Regions from separate parts of the Mus musculus genome. Here region 2 is linked to region 1. Evidence: chromatin contacts called from public Micro-C data. All regions are on one chromosome and are shown on one strand. The core of a region is the stretch at or near the end of the contact, and the rest is flanking DNA. Distances in the headings are between cores, read along the strand shown.

Region 1 (6,835 bases), core at 1,046-3,545:
CTAAGATCAAAAATTCAGGTGACAGCAGATGCTGGCAAGGATGTGGAGAAAGAGGAACACTCCTCCATTGTTGGTGGGATTGCAAGCTGGTACAACTACTCTGGAAATCAGTTTGGTGGTTCCTTAGAAAATTGGACATAGTACTACCTGAGGACCCAGCTATACCACTCCTGGGCATATACCCAGAAGATGCTCCAACATGTAATAAGGACAAATGCTCCACTATGTTCATAGCAGCCAGAAGCTGGAAAGAATCCAGATGTCCCTCAACAGAGGAATGTATACAGAAAATGTGGTACATTTATACAATGGAGTACTACTCAGTTATTAAAAACAATGAATTTATGAAATTCGTTGGCAAATAGATGGATCTGGAGGATATCATTCTGAGTGAGGTAACCCAATCACAAAAGAATACACATGATATGCACTCACTGATAAGTGGATATTATCCCAGAAGCCCAGAAGCCCAGGAGATTAGAATACCCAAGATACAATTCACAAGCCACATGAAACTCAAGATGAAGGAAGACCAAAGTGTGGATACTTTGATCCATCTTAGAAATGGGGAACAAAACACCCATGGAAGGAGTTACAGAGACATAGTGTGGAGTAGAGACTGAAGGAAAGACCATCCAGAGACTGACTCACCTGGGGATCTATCTCATATACAATCACCAAACCCAGACACTGTTGTAGATGTCAATAAGTGCTTGTTGACAGGAGCCTGATATAGTTCTCTCCTGAGAGACTCTGCCAGTGCCTGACTAATACAGAAGTGGATGCTCATAGTCATCAATTGGACTGAGCATAGGGTTCCCAATGAAGGAGCTAGAGAAAGGACCTAAAGAGCTAAAGGGGTTTGCAACCCCATAAGAAGAACAACAATATGAACTAGCCAGGACCCCCAGAGCTCCCAGGGACTAAACCACCAACCAAAGAGCACATATGTTGGTACTTATGGCTCCAGCTGCATATGCAACAGAGGATGGCCGAGTAGGACATCAATGGGAGGAGAGACTCTTTGTCCTATGAAGGCTCTATGCCCCAGTGTTGGGGAATGCCAAGGCCAGGAGGCAGGAGTGGGTGGGTTAGTGAGCAGGGGGAACAGGGAGGGAATAAGGGGGAGGGTTTTTTTTTGGAGGGGAAACCAGGAAAGGGGATAACATTAGAAATATAAATAAAATATCCAATAAAAGAAAAAAAGAAAAAAAAGACATTAATTCATGTACCAGTGTGAACTACTTTAAATGAGATAACTGAGACATTGTGTGTGGTAGGAGGCAAGTCTTGATCTGTCTACAGTTAAGTATGGTGAGATTCAAGCTTCTGATGTGCATATCATAAAGTAGGCTTGGATATGGAGGTACTTAAATCATAAATGGAGATAGAGAAAAAGGTCTAGAATAGCTTGCTCATTCCCTGCAAAATTGTTTTTGGTTTTTGTTTGTTTTCTAGTGATAGCAACTCATTAAGTACCTGAGAGCTGGTGATTGAGAAACTGACCCTGGAGAAGCTTTTCCCTGTAGAACGAGGCTATGTTACAGACAGGTCTTAACAGGAAGAGGGATGCAAATTAGGAATGATAAAGATGACCACAGACTAAAGAACTCAGTTTTAGAATAAGGGAGTGACCTTTCTTGGTGCAGCATACTTGGCTTAAGATATAGCTTTGAGCTTTTTTTGTAGAATTAAAAATACCAATAAATACAAGTATCTTCTTTTGTTGCTCAAGTATATTACTTTTCTCACAGCTCTGACAGAGTTCTTGAAAGAAGCAACTTAAAGAAGCGTTTATTTTGCCTGGAAGCTTTAGAGGAGTTGCATAGGGGTGGGGAGAGCTTACAGCTGAGGAGGAGACCAGGGCCATGGAAAGATAAGATGGGGATGTGGGGTTTACAGCTGGGGTGGGAACCAGAGCCATGCTTTATTTAACCTATAAGGCTAACCAGTCAGCCTTTCAAAAGAGTGCCTCCAGCTGGGGACCAAGAGTTCCCAGGGACCTGTGGCGGGCATTGCGCATCCATTGTGTGACTTTTGTGCTGAGACCTGAAGAGCCTTGGACTCAGTACTGGGTTGCCATGTTTTTTTCTACTAGGAATCAACCAGGATCTCCTGAACTTTGGTTTCTTCATCATTTAAATTGGTCTAAAACAGTAATTCTCAACCAGTGTGTCATGACCTCTTTGGTAAACATCCAGTTTCAAAAATATTTACATTACAATTCATAATAGTAGGGATGCCACCACCTCCTCCCACACAGCAACCTTCTCCTCTGACTCAGCCACATAGGTTGATTCCACCAAAGCAATGGTTATGGAGATGCCTAGTCACATGCTGGTTGGGAGGGAGTTTGTGTGATAGTACTATACCCTGCTGAACCAGGCCATGGACATGCTACACAGATTTTATTGAAATAACTCTTCCTATACCCATGGGGGCTTTGATTCCAATGGGAAGCCAGCAGGTGCCATCTACGGGCAGAAGGAAATCCATAGGAAAGTGATGTCACAAAACATCACCAAACTGCCACACCAAGATCCACCATATGGATGCTCAAGCAACTCTGAATGACCGGGTGGTGGTCCAAGTGATGGGGCTACTGTCCAACAACAACCAGGCTCTGCGGAGGTTCACACAAACCTTTGTCCTTGCTCCTGAGGGCTCTGTTGCCAACAAATTCTATGTTCACAACGACAACTTCAAATAACAAGATGAGCTCTTCAGTGGCTTTGTCACAGATCCTCAAGAGGAATCCGAGGAAGACGTAGAGGAACCCAAAGAAAGACAGAAGACACCAGAGGTGGTGCCTGATTCCTGAACTTTCTATGATCAGACTGTCAGTAATGACTTGGAGGAACATTTAGAGGACCCTGCTGTGGAACTGGAACCAGAGACGGAGCCAGAACTTGTGCCCGACCGACATTGAAGAGGACAAACCTGAGGCTGCATTGGAAGAAGCTGCTCCTGAGGATGCGCAGAACAGCGCTTCTTAGGCCCTGGCAGACATGGTCCCAGCACAGGAGGACGTGAGGGCATTTTATTTTTGGCATCTGTGACTAGTAAGAACTACCTCCCAGTGGGGCTGTTCCAGTGACAGGGACACCACCTCATGTGGTCAAAGTGCCAGTATTACAGCCCCGTCCAGAATCTAAACCTGACTCTCAGATCCCACCACAAAGGCCTCAGAGAGATCAGAGAGTTCGAGAACAATGGATCAATATCCCTCCTCAGAGAGGACCCTGATCAATTTGTGAGGCTGGTAAACCAGGAGATGTGGAACTTTGAAGGATGGTGAGGCACCCTGACAGCTCATGAGGTTGACATGTGGAACTGAAGGATTTTTTCCAAAAATATGGGAACGTGATGGAGCTGCACATCAACAGTGGAGGGAAGTTACCCAATTGCGGTTTTGTTGTTTGATGGCTCTGAACCTGTTCAGAAGGTCTTTAATAATAGGCCCATCATGTTCCGAAGCGCTGCGTGCATGAATGTGGAAGAGAAGAAGTCTTGAGCTCCTACAAAAGGCGACTGCAGGGATAACTGCCTTCGGGACCTAAAGCCCCCCATGGTGTGCCGAGTGGTGGGATGAGAGGCCCCTGTGGAGGCATGATGCAGAAACCAGACTTAGGCATGGGCAGGGGGATTATAACCCCAAGTCAGTGTGAATTGCTTGGCTCAGATCTACACACAGCACACAGCCCCGGCTCCTGCAAAATGGCTAATTCCTTCAACCAGCCTTTGGTGTCTCAGAGTAGTCCACTATAAACTGCTTTTGTACAATTTTCATTTCGTTTGTGTTCATGGTGTGTGCGTCCCAACCTCCTTTCCTCCCTTGACCTTGTAGTCGTTCATTCCCAGTTTTCTGGAATGATACTTTAGGAGGAATAGATATGTAAAGAAGAGGAGGAAAGACTGACATTCCTGCTCATGGTGCATACAGACTGGAGACTCACCTCCATTCCCCAGAGCGAGTCTCACAGACAATGGATGTTTCATTTGTTGGGAGACACAGGATTTGATAAACATTTTGGAAGCAGGAAAAATCAAGTCATGACTCCTTTCTGGTGTGGAAAAATTGCCTGCTAGTGTGGCTAACTGAATAAAAGGTGTTTACAGGAAAAAAGTGGCAAAATTACTGTTATGGTGTAGCACCAAAAATAATTTGATGGTTGGCAGTCACCACAACACAAGGAACTGCATCAAAGGGTGGTAGCATTAGGAAGGCTGAGGACCCCTGGTCTAAAGGGTTTCTCAGTTCTGCCATGCTTTTCCTGCTTTCTGCCACTCTCTCATGCCATCAAGGGGAAGCCTTACCCCTGATGCCGACGGCTCCCTGCACCTGGGTAGTCATTCAGCCCATGCAAGATTAGTACATTCGGAGTCAGGGGTGCTAACATCTAAATTTAAAATATCATATGTGTAATTTATTCCACAGAGTCCCAGAGGAGCAGAAAATGTAGCTGGTTCTCAGAGTGATAAAATAAATATGCCAAGGAACTGAGATGAAGGAGGAAGAGAAATTCCCGAGAGAGTTTTGCTTCTTGGCAGTGGCCCCTTTCTAGGCCCAGCTGTATGCAGTATATATTCTTATGCAGTCTACATTCTTGCCCGAATTGGTTGGTCCTGCCTGAGGTTTAGACTTTGGTTCTTGCTTGATGGTGATCCTGGCCATACATAGCCTCATCTGATTCCACTGAAGTCCAATGATGGCACTTCTTCTGCAGTGAGACTGCATCATGTCACCCATCCATCCCTCAGGAGAGAGCTCTGGAGGCTCTACACTGGCTCCTTCTGCCACAGGTGAGCTCCAGTTAGGCCTAAGATTCAAGAGTGACCTTGTGGATCCAAACTCCGTAGTGAACTGTGGTAACTAGCAAGTTCTGGAGAGATGATTTTCCTTAGCTCTCTGTAGCTGGTCTTCTGATACTTTGTGGGTTCCTTTTTTCTTTTTCCTCCCTTCATGCCCATAACTATAGATAGGAGAGAAAAAAGATAGAGGGGAAAGGGGGTGACATTACTTTTAGGTTGATTCCTGCTTATTAGGGGCGTCAAGTTCCTTGGGGCAAGTTTGATCTTCTCCACCAGCCTATCTAATTTCTTCTTTTGTCCAACTTCTTCTTAACTTCTTAAAAAACTGATCAGCAGCAACCAACCAACCAACAACCAACCAACCAACAGCCCACCCACCTCTCAGGGCTCTATCATTAATATACCTTCTAAAACGTCCCCAGAATTCCAAATGTCACACAGTTGCAGAAAATACCTGTGTGTGAGGCAAAACCATGCCTCTGCACAAGGCAACTCATATCAGATGCTGTGCACACTCTGAAGCAGCCCTGTACTCCACACCTGGGATTAAAATGGAAACATATTCTTATAATATTTCTTTTTTTTTTTGTTTTTTTTTGTTGTTGTTGTTTGTTTTTGTTTTTCGAGACAGGATTTCTCTGTATAGCCCTGGCTGTCCTAGAACTCACTCTGTAGACCAGGCTGGCCTCGAACTCAGGAATCTGCCTGTCTCTGCCTCCTGAGTGCTGGGATTAAAGGCGTGTACCACCATGCCTGGCTCATTTCTGTGTTTTTTAAAAGAGACTAAAATTCCAAAATTGTCACTACAGCTCTCTAGATCCATCTATCCAGAATCTAGAAGCAAGCTAAAATGTATTGCTACTTGAAAGGGGGTTTTTGTTAAGTGAAAAACAACTTGCAAAAGTACATATTTTCTCCTTTCAGGCTGGGGTGGTTTTCTTTTGGTTTGAAATACAGTTCTCTCTCCATGTTGGCAGGTTTCACATCTAAATATTCAACTAGCTAAAAATGTTAAAGTCAACCTGTGGAGAATAGAAAGAGAGCTCAGTGGTTAGGAGTACTCGTTGCTCTCTCAGAGGACTCGGGAATTCTTAGCACCCACCTAGTGACTCACAGACATCCCTGCATCCCTAACCCCTAGTTCCAGGGGAGCTAATTCCTTCTCCTGCACTCTGTTGACACCATGCATGCATTTGGTATACATAAATATATACACGCAAAGTATTCATACACAAAATAAATTGTAAAAATGAAATTGCATTACTAGACTATGAAGATCCATTTCCTTGTCATAATTCTCTAAACCAGCCAGGCTACAACTGGTTAAATAAAATTTATATTACATTGGGTGTTATAAGTTATCTAGAAATGCTATATATATATATATATATATATATATAAAACCCAAGGACCTGACCATTAATTTTTTTATTTAACTTTTTATTTAATTTTTGTTTGTATAGGTTCATGTGGGAGTGAAATTATACATTTGTGTGAAGGTCAATGTTACACTTTGCTTTGATAAGTGCTGGGATTTGAAATCAGTTCTTCCTGCTGGAACAGCAAGCACTTTCCCCACTGAGCCATCTTTCCCACCCCGTTGTGAATTTTGATAGTCTCTGAGTCTGGAAACCAATCTCCCACGGAAATTAAGGGATGACTGTACCTCTTATTAAAAAGTTCCTTGCCGCGATTTGTGCTAAAGACACTTTAAAGTGTAAGCTTTGTTTGAAAAATGAATTATGCTAATTAAAATGAATAATTAACGTTAAAATAGTGGTTGGGTAAAAACAATTGGAGTCAGAACATAATTGGGTTACCCAATGTTTACTCTTGGTTTCTTTAATTCCCTAAATTAGATGAATGGAACAAAGAAACTGTCAATCTTTTTTGGGTACCCAATTCAATCTTCTGTATTTCTTGCTATATTAACATTGACATAAATAACTGCATTTCCTTTTGATATACTCTTTGTACCATTGGCTCTTCTGTATTTCCTGGTCTGATTAAAGCTTGTGACACC
Region 2 (6,819 bases), core at 1,319-3,818, 39 kb after region 1:
ACTTGTCTTATTGCTGTGACCAAATATGTAGTGGGAAGCAACTGGGGCGGGGGGTACACTTAATTTGGTTCACAGTTTGAGGTGATATAGTCCACCATTGGCAGGGAAGACATGACAGCAGAAACTTGAGGCAACGGGTCACACTGTATCTTCAGTCAGACAGCAGAGCACGAGGAAAGCTGGTGCTTGGTTCCCTCTCTCTTATCTATTCACCCCAGGACCTCAGCCCATGGGCTGGTGCCACCCACATTTAGGGTGGGTCTTCCCTAATTAATCCAATCTAGAAACTCCCTCACAGACATGCTCAGAGGTTTGTTTCTATGATGAATATAAATCCCATTGCATTGAAAATCCAGATTAACCACCTCATTAGGCTATGCTGTTATGGCAATAACAACACAGATGAGGACAAAGGCAGAAGGGCAGACACCTATCACTGCATTCTGTAGAATCTCTGACATTTCTCACAGTGCCCAGGGTGTCCCAGGGCCCACAGCCAAGTCCAGTGAAAACACCATGCTTTTCCCATGGTTGAACTGACTAGCAGAATTGAGACATTACCATGTTTCCTAGAATTGAATTTGTAATTTCTGTAACTCCATAATCCATCAATGAATGAATAATTCATTTAAAAACACTTAGAGTCTACTAAGTGACTGGGTTAAAGAGGCAATTAAGAAGTTGTTCCTGGGCCCATCACAATGGCTCAGTGAGTATAGGCAATTTTGCCTACCCTGATGACCTAATCTTGATCTCTGGGACCCAGATGTTGGAAGAAAACAGCCTACTTCTACCACTTGCTCTCTGACTTCCAGACACACACTATGGCACCAGTATGTATGAAATCTGCACACATAAAGATAAATGTGAAAAAAAAACACCTTGATTTATTAATTGGTTCCTGCCAGGCACGGCAAAGGCATTTTCATTGTCTGAATAACTTAGATGTTATATATCACAATTGACACCTGGAGTATGGCTGCTCTGTCACCTACTACTGGACCAGGGATGTCCTGCCAGAAGTAGATACCATTGAAGGATATTGATGAATTCAGTACCAGGCAACAAACACATCAACTTAGGAAGACTTAAAGTCTCCATTCTGGAATCAGTGTGTAACTAAAGGAACCTACCACCCTAGTGATTAACACCAATCTTTGACTGATTCATTGGAGTCTTGGTAAGTAGAAGAATTCAAACAGTGTACTGAAGTGAAGAAGGGTGTCTTTAGGTCGGAAGCATAGCCAACAGGAGGCTCTCCAACTGTCTCCAGAAAATGGTGTGTTCTTGAGCTTCAGTCAGTAAATTCTCGGTTACTTATACTTTGAAAATTCTGCCTTTTGACATGAAAGGAAATTCAATTTAACATGCATCCATTGAGTATATTTTTGGGAGCTAATTTGCTAACATGCTGTATTTACAATAATGAAAACAACATTTCTAGCTTACGTTGCTCTTAGTGAACACGAACTGTTCAATAGTTATGTGCAATGCAGAGAGAGTGGATCTGTTTAATGCATGCCAAGGTTATATCTCTGTGATCTTATTGCCACCAAGTCACTGGCTATGCTGGGTAAATGCAAGGCTCAGTCAGACCTATTCTAGATCTACCCAGAAATTTGCCATTCTGTAATTTTATTTGCATTCTACACCTCCAGATCCCGCTCATAATCACAAAAGCCTGTCAGGCAGCTGACAGAACAGTGATCCATCTCCAAAATACCTCTGTCCTAGGAAGCCCCGCCCCCAGCTCGGCTTGCGGGCTTCTCGTTGCCAACATTCAAATCTCCTTAAAGCATTCTCATTCTTTGATCTCATTTTTCACCTGTCAAGATCATTTACACAAGTTCCGCTATTCTTAAACTTCTGTGGATTCCAGCAAGATGTAGCTAAAATAAAAAGTAGAAATAGCTCCCACAGGGGTTGCAACCTGGGCAATCTAAACTTATGACTGCAAACTGTACAAAGCGAGTCAGGACTCTGGAGGGCCTGAAGGTGGCAGTAGAGGACAAGCTTGTTCTCTGGTTTTGATGTTGGGAACAGCTGCCATAAGTCAATTGCTCCGGAATACAAGTTCTGTTTGTTGCATTTCCTGTTCTCTAGGTCCCTTTCCGATTCCGCCTTTGATGTTTTCCCTCTCTAATTCTCTCATCATCTAAATTGCTCTTGAGCGTTCTAGGCAGATGCCATTTCTAGTTTGCCTCCCTCCTCCCCCAAGAAATAAAAACCATGCCACCATATGACCTTTCACCTACTTAAACTTTTCTTAAATAAATAGGATCAGCAAACAAATGCATTAAAGTTCACCCTTGGTCAATTTTAAAACGAAATTCACAGAAGTTGATAAGCAAAATTAGCAAAGATGTGATCTTAGGCAATTGACAACAGACTTTTTAGCAAATGGCTATTTTAAAAATATCTTAATAACAGGGGCTTCCCAATCATCTGATTTTTTAAAATTAAGTTTTCTTGGCACACAGCCCATTGGTTTGAATCTTTTTGGACTTTAGTGGCCATCTTGAGTGCCCGGGTGGCTGACTCACGTGTGCCGATATTCTGCAGTATTGAGTAATAGAAAACCGTCAGTGGCTTTCTCCTAAGGGTCATTGCTCACTCATAACATGGTTTTTAGGAGTCAGTTCTGACAAGCGGGTCTTTCTCTGGAATGTTGTTGGTTTAGGGAAGAGGTATCAGAGAAAATGGAACCATGGTGGTAGCTTCTAAAACTCTCATTTGGAGTTAGAAAGATCACTCTGTGGTTAGGAATCCTGGCTGCTCTTCCACAGGACCAAGGTGTCATTCCCAGTATCCACATGATAGTTCACAACCGCTACAACATCAGCTCCAGGGGATCTGACACCCTCTTCTGACATCCTCGGGTACTGTACATGATGCATGATACATGTGGGCAAACACCCATGTACATACACATAAATAATTAAAGAGGAGAACTCATTCTAAGTAGCACATGCCCTTCCAGTCATGGTTCACTGGACAAGCAAGCCTCAGGGACAGTGCCAGGGAAGGAAGAGTTTGCTTCCTGTGGGATTTCTGGGAGGGTTGCGCTTCACTAGAATGGCATGGAAAAGCAAACAAACTAAAAAAGAAATGCGTTACATTGCTCTGCCTATGTGGTTCTTTTGTTTACAATCTGGCAGAATGACTAATTTTCCTCTTCTCTCATCAGTTTGTTGAACCATATGAGTCCTAACCATGAGTCCAGCTTGGGAATTCTGAAGATGAAAAGGATCCTAGAGAGAAAACATCTCTTCATCTCCCCTGTCCTACACACAGCCTCCGGCTCACTAACTACCTTGAAGGTCTCGGGATCAGTCTCACCTGTTGCTGTATCCTTGATTTCACGCACTAGGGTCCAGAGGGGAGACTCAAGCCCTGGTGGCTTCCTGGCAGGTGCTTTCAAAGTCGCTAGTGTTTGAGAGAAGAGCAAGTGAAGTTCCAGTAGGAGTCTCAATGGATCCTGCAGTGCTGGGAGGAGTCCTGAAGTTTTGATGATCCTTCAGATTGGCTGCCAGGGAGGCTGGGTGAGGAGACAGGCAGTTGAAGTGCCAAGCCAATGTTGGGGCTAAGGATAGAAAGGGTTACACCATGAAGCATTAAGCAAGATGGTTCCTACAGCTACAGATGGTCACTGGAGGAGTCAGTTCAGGGCTGTCAGGACTATCAATTTACAGAGTGGTTCTGCAGGGACTGGGTTGGGGATCTGGGCTGAGTACCCCATTATCTACAATGCTTTTCCTAATTCATGTATCCATGCAAGACTCAGGTCACCCAGATATATTCATCTGCACTCAGCTATAGACCATTCCTTTCCTTTCTCAGTCTCATGCTGGTCTCTGGTCATCATTCTCTACCAGTCTTGCTCTTGTCTTGGGTTTTACCTCCAGCAAGTCTTTGACAGCACTGAAGCCTCAAAGGCTGCCTCCCTCTGCTGTTTATGATCCAGTATGCACACATCAACTGCAATATCCTCCTCCTCCTCAGCCAAGCTCACTTATTAAAAGGTCCAACTCATCTTCCACGGTAGCCAGAAATGGCTGGAGACAGCTATGCTTGTTAAATCTCTGGATCTGGGTAAAGTCTTAGAACTTAGGCCTTCACCATAACCATTTGCTCTACTTACTTCCCAGCTCAGTGGAAACTTCTTCCATACCACTTCCTTTCCCATCCACTGCCTCCTCTTGCTTTCTGCATTGCACGTTACTGAGGAGAGGGAGGGCCACAGAAAACTTTGTCTATTTTCCCCTCTCACCAGTGTCTCTGGTGCCTGTTAGCCTTGTTCTTTCTCTGTTGTTTTACTTGAAAATTTTCATTGTAATGCATCCATTGGTAATTTTATACATAGGTAAAATGAATTCTGATCACACTGCCACTCCCCTCACCTCCTTACCTCCTTCTCACCCCTAAAACTAACCTCCCAACAAGTCTCTGTTCTCCGTCATGTCTTTTGTTTTATTTTTAACGGAACACATTGGTCATGACTGGGTGTGGATATGGAGCTATCAATCCACTGGAGAAGTCACTAAAGGCTACTTCAATGAAGATAATGAAGATAACTCTCCTTCCTAACCGACTGACAGACTCCACCCCCTTATCTATCTGCTCCTTTATGCATCACGATTATTCTCATTCTGTTAAAGCTACCAGGACACAAACTTTCTTTCCTTCTTCCAAATGTGCTCTTGGTCCCCACGCCCCTACCAGTTCACCAAGGCCTGATTCCCATGGGCAGTTTCTCTCCTACTCACCCTGTTTGCATTAGCCTAATATTCCCACAGCACTGGACACAGATGGCTATGCGTAGTTCTCTTCAGGTCTCCACAGACTTCTGATTTTCTTTCTTATTGACTGGTTCCTTTTTGTTCTCTTTTGTCCTTGCTCATCCTTGACATGGCTGAATGTGGTAGTGTGCCAGTGACTGTCCATCAGACATTTTCTCTTCTTTCTCTCTGCTCCCTCCTGGGGAGTATCTCCAGATGGTTTTAATTATCATCTACATCTTCCCAAAGCCCTGACCTCATATCCAAGACCTCTGTCCATATTGCCAGTTGCCTACATTACATTTCCACTTGAATCTCTCTCATGCAGACTCACTACAGGTCATACCAGGAATCCCCAAAATTGCTGTCACATGGCTGAAGCAAGAGAGGAAATGAATGGTTGTATCTTAGACATCATCGCACAGTAAACATTCAAGACGTTCCAGTTACCACACTCGTGCTGAGTAGATACTCAATCTATATTCGTTAAAAAGGTGAATATTAAATCACTGGAGAAATATAATCCTGATGTAAGTAGTCACAGATGATGAACATATGTTAATGATAAAAAGAATAGGTGGTATAGTTAACATATTCAGTAAAGACTAACTTAAGTCTTTGATATACCTGCCATAGATATCAATATTGAGAAAACTATGAATAATTGCTTAGTTCTTGAGTTTTACTTTCTAGGGAGAGAGAGTGAACAGACTCTATCAGACGATGACCAATGTGATAGTGAGTGGATAGTTTAGGTAGCATGACATGCTAGCAGATTATTGCTACATAAGACAATATCTCTTAAACTTGTAACGACACACATTTATTATCTATCTCACATGGACTCCGAGGGTAAGGAATTAATTGTAGTTCAGCTTGGCTGTATGGGTTTGTCTCAGAGTCTTTCATACATGTGCAACATTGGCCGAGGCACAAAATAGCTCAAATCTTCATTATGTGCAAATTGGACTTATTTCAAAGGTTGGCAAGTTGGTGCTACATATTGTCAGGAAGCCATAAGCCTGGCCTCTCTGTGGGGACATGGGATGGAGAGGCTTGAATGGTTTTATGGCATGGCAACTTACCACAGAGAAGGTAGCTCCACAGAACACATGTCTTTCTTTGCCTCGATAGTTTTTGCCTTCACAGGGCAGTGGAGGTTTGTGAGGAACTGGATGTGGAGCACTAGACGGATCAGTCAAACCATGTAGGAGACTGGCTTGCACATGGCAGGACATTTCCCCCATACTTCTTTGATCAAATGCGTTCAATTTCTCTTTTCAATCTCTTGGTTTTGGAGAACGAGGTTCTATGTCTCCTGAGGTCAACTTATTGGAACAGAAATGACACATGACTTATTTCACAGGACTAGGAGCTCCCGCTAGAGCTGCAGGACTGATTCTCAGAATGCAACATTGGCTGTGCAGGCAGTGGCCACCATGCAGGATATTTGACCACCTTGATATCACCTGATTGTAAACAAGCCCCATTTAGTGTCTGGGGGAGATGCCAGGCATCTGAATGAAGCAGACTACAGATGACTCCAGCTTGGGCCTCCATTTCACTTCAACCATATATGGGGCTCAAAAGCCTTCTAGGCTGACGTTCCCACTTCTGGACCATAACAGCTGAGAATAAATTGCTGTGTAAATTACCAGTGTGGAAATGGATTGTTTTGCCGAAGGGGATGGGTACTCAGGGAAAGCTCTTTTGAAAAGATGATATTCAAGCAAGGCCTTGTGTGAGATGAGACAGCAGTACACACAGCTGTCAGGAGGAGGGTGTGTTTAAGCAACAGAAAAAAAGAAAAACAGAGACCCTGAAATAGGAGTGTGCTTGGTTAACCCAACAGACAAAAAGGAGTCCGACAAAGAATTAGAGGGTGTAGGGCAGGGTCATGGGGGCCAGACCAGATGTTCAATTCAACCTTGAGGGTCTAAGCAAATGTGGGACATAATGCAACCATTTTAGATGGCATCGTTTGTTTCTTCTATAGCAAGCAAGGATGTGGGAGGCAAAGTGGAAATGGCAATTAAGAGAT

Evidence for each region. A called contact is a pair of places that touch in the nucleus more often than the background predicts.
Region 2: a Micro-C map of the HL-1 cell line shows a contact between it and region 1, with 2.4 times the contacts expected there. The contact joins two enhancer-like sites. A contact is called at or near these places in 2 of 39 promoter capture datasets (liver and stem cell-derived epiblast-like cells), 2 of 15 datasets of contacts at CTCF or cohesin (large pre-B cells and pro-B cells), 41 of 484 Hi-C or Micro-C datasets (the AML12 cell line, B cells, the C10 cell line and 25 more) and 5 of 115 datasets of contacts at active chromatin or transcription factors (the NIH/3T3 cell line, astrocytes, bone marrow-derived macrophages and 2 more).

The regions. Positions count from the first base shown.
Region 1 is chr2:19,674,941-19,681,775 of GRCm38.p6, forward strand. It overlaps the pseudogene Gm13347. Among named protein-coding and RNA genes, the nearest start is that of Gm24670, 13 kb to the right of the region's middle. Within about 2 kb of position 2,296, at least 3 of the 459 cell types and tissues checked have an H3K27ac peak or open chromatin away from gene starts, as enhancers often do. A contact at or near this core is called in the HL-1 cell line, where this site is marked.
Region 2 is chr2:19,714,038-19,720,856 of GRCm38.p6, forward strand. No RefSeq gene overlaps it. Among named protein-coding and RNA genes, the nearest start is that of Gm24670, 26 kb to the left of the region's middle. Within about 2 kb of position 2,569, at least 28 of the 459 cell types and tissues checked have an H3K27ac peak or open chromatin away from gene starts, as enhancers often do. A contact at or near this core is called in the HL-1 cell line, where this site is marked.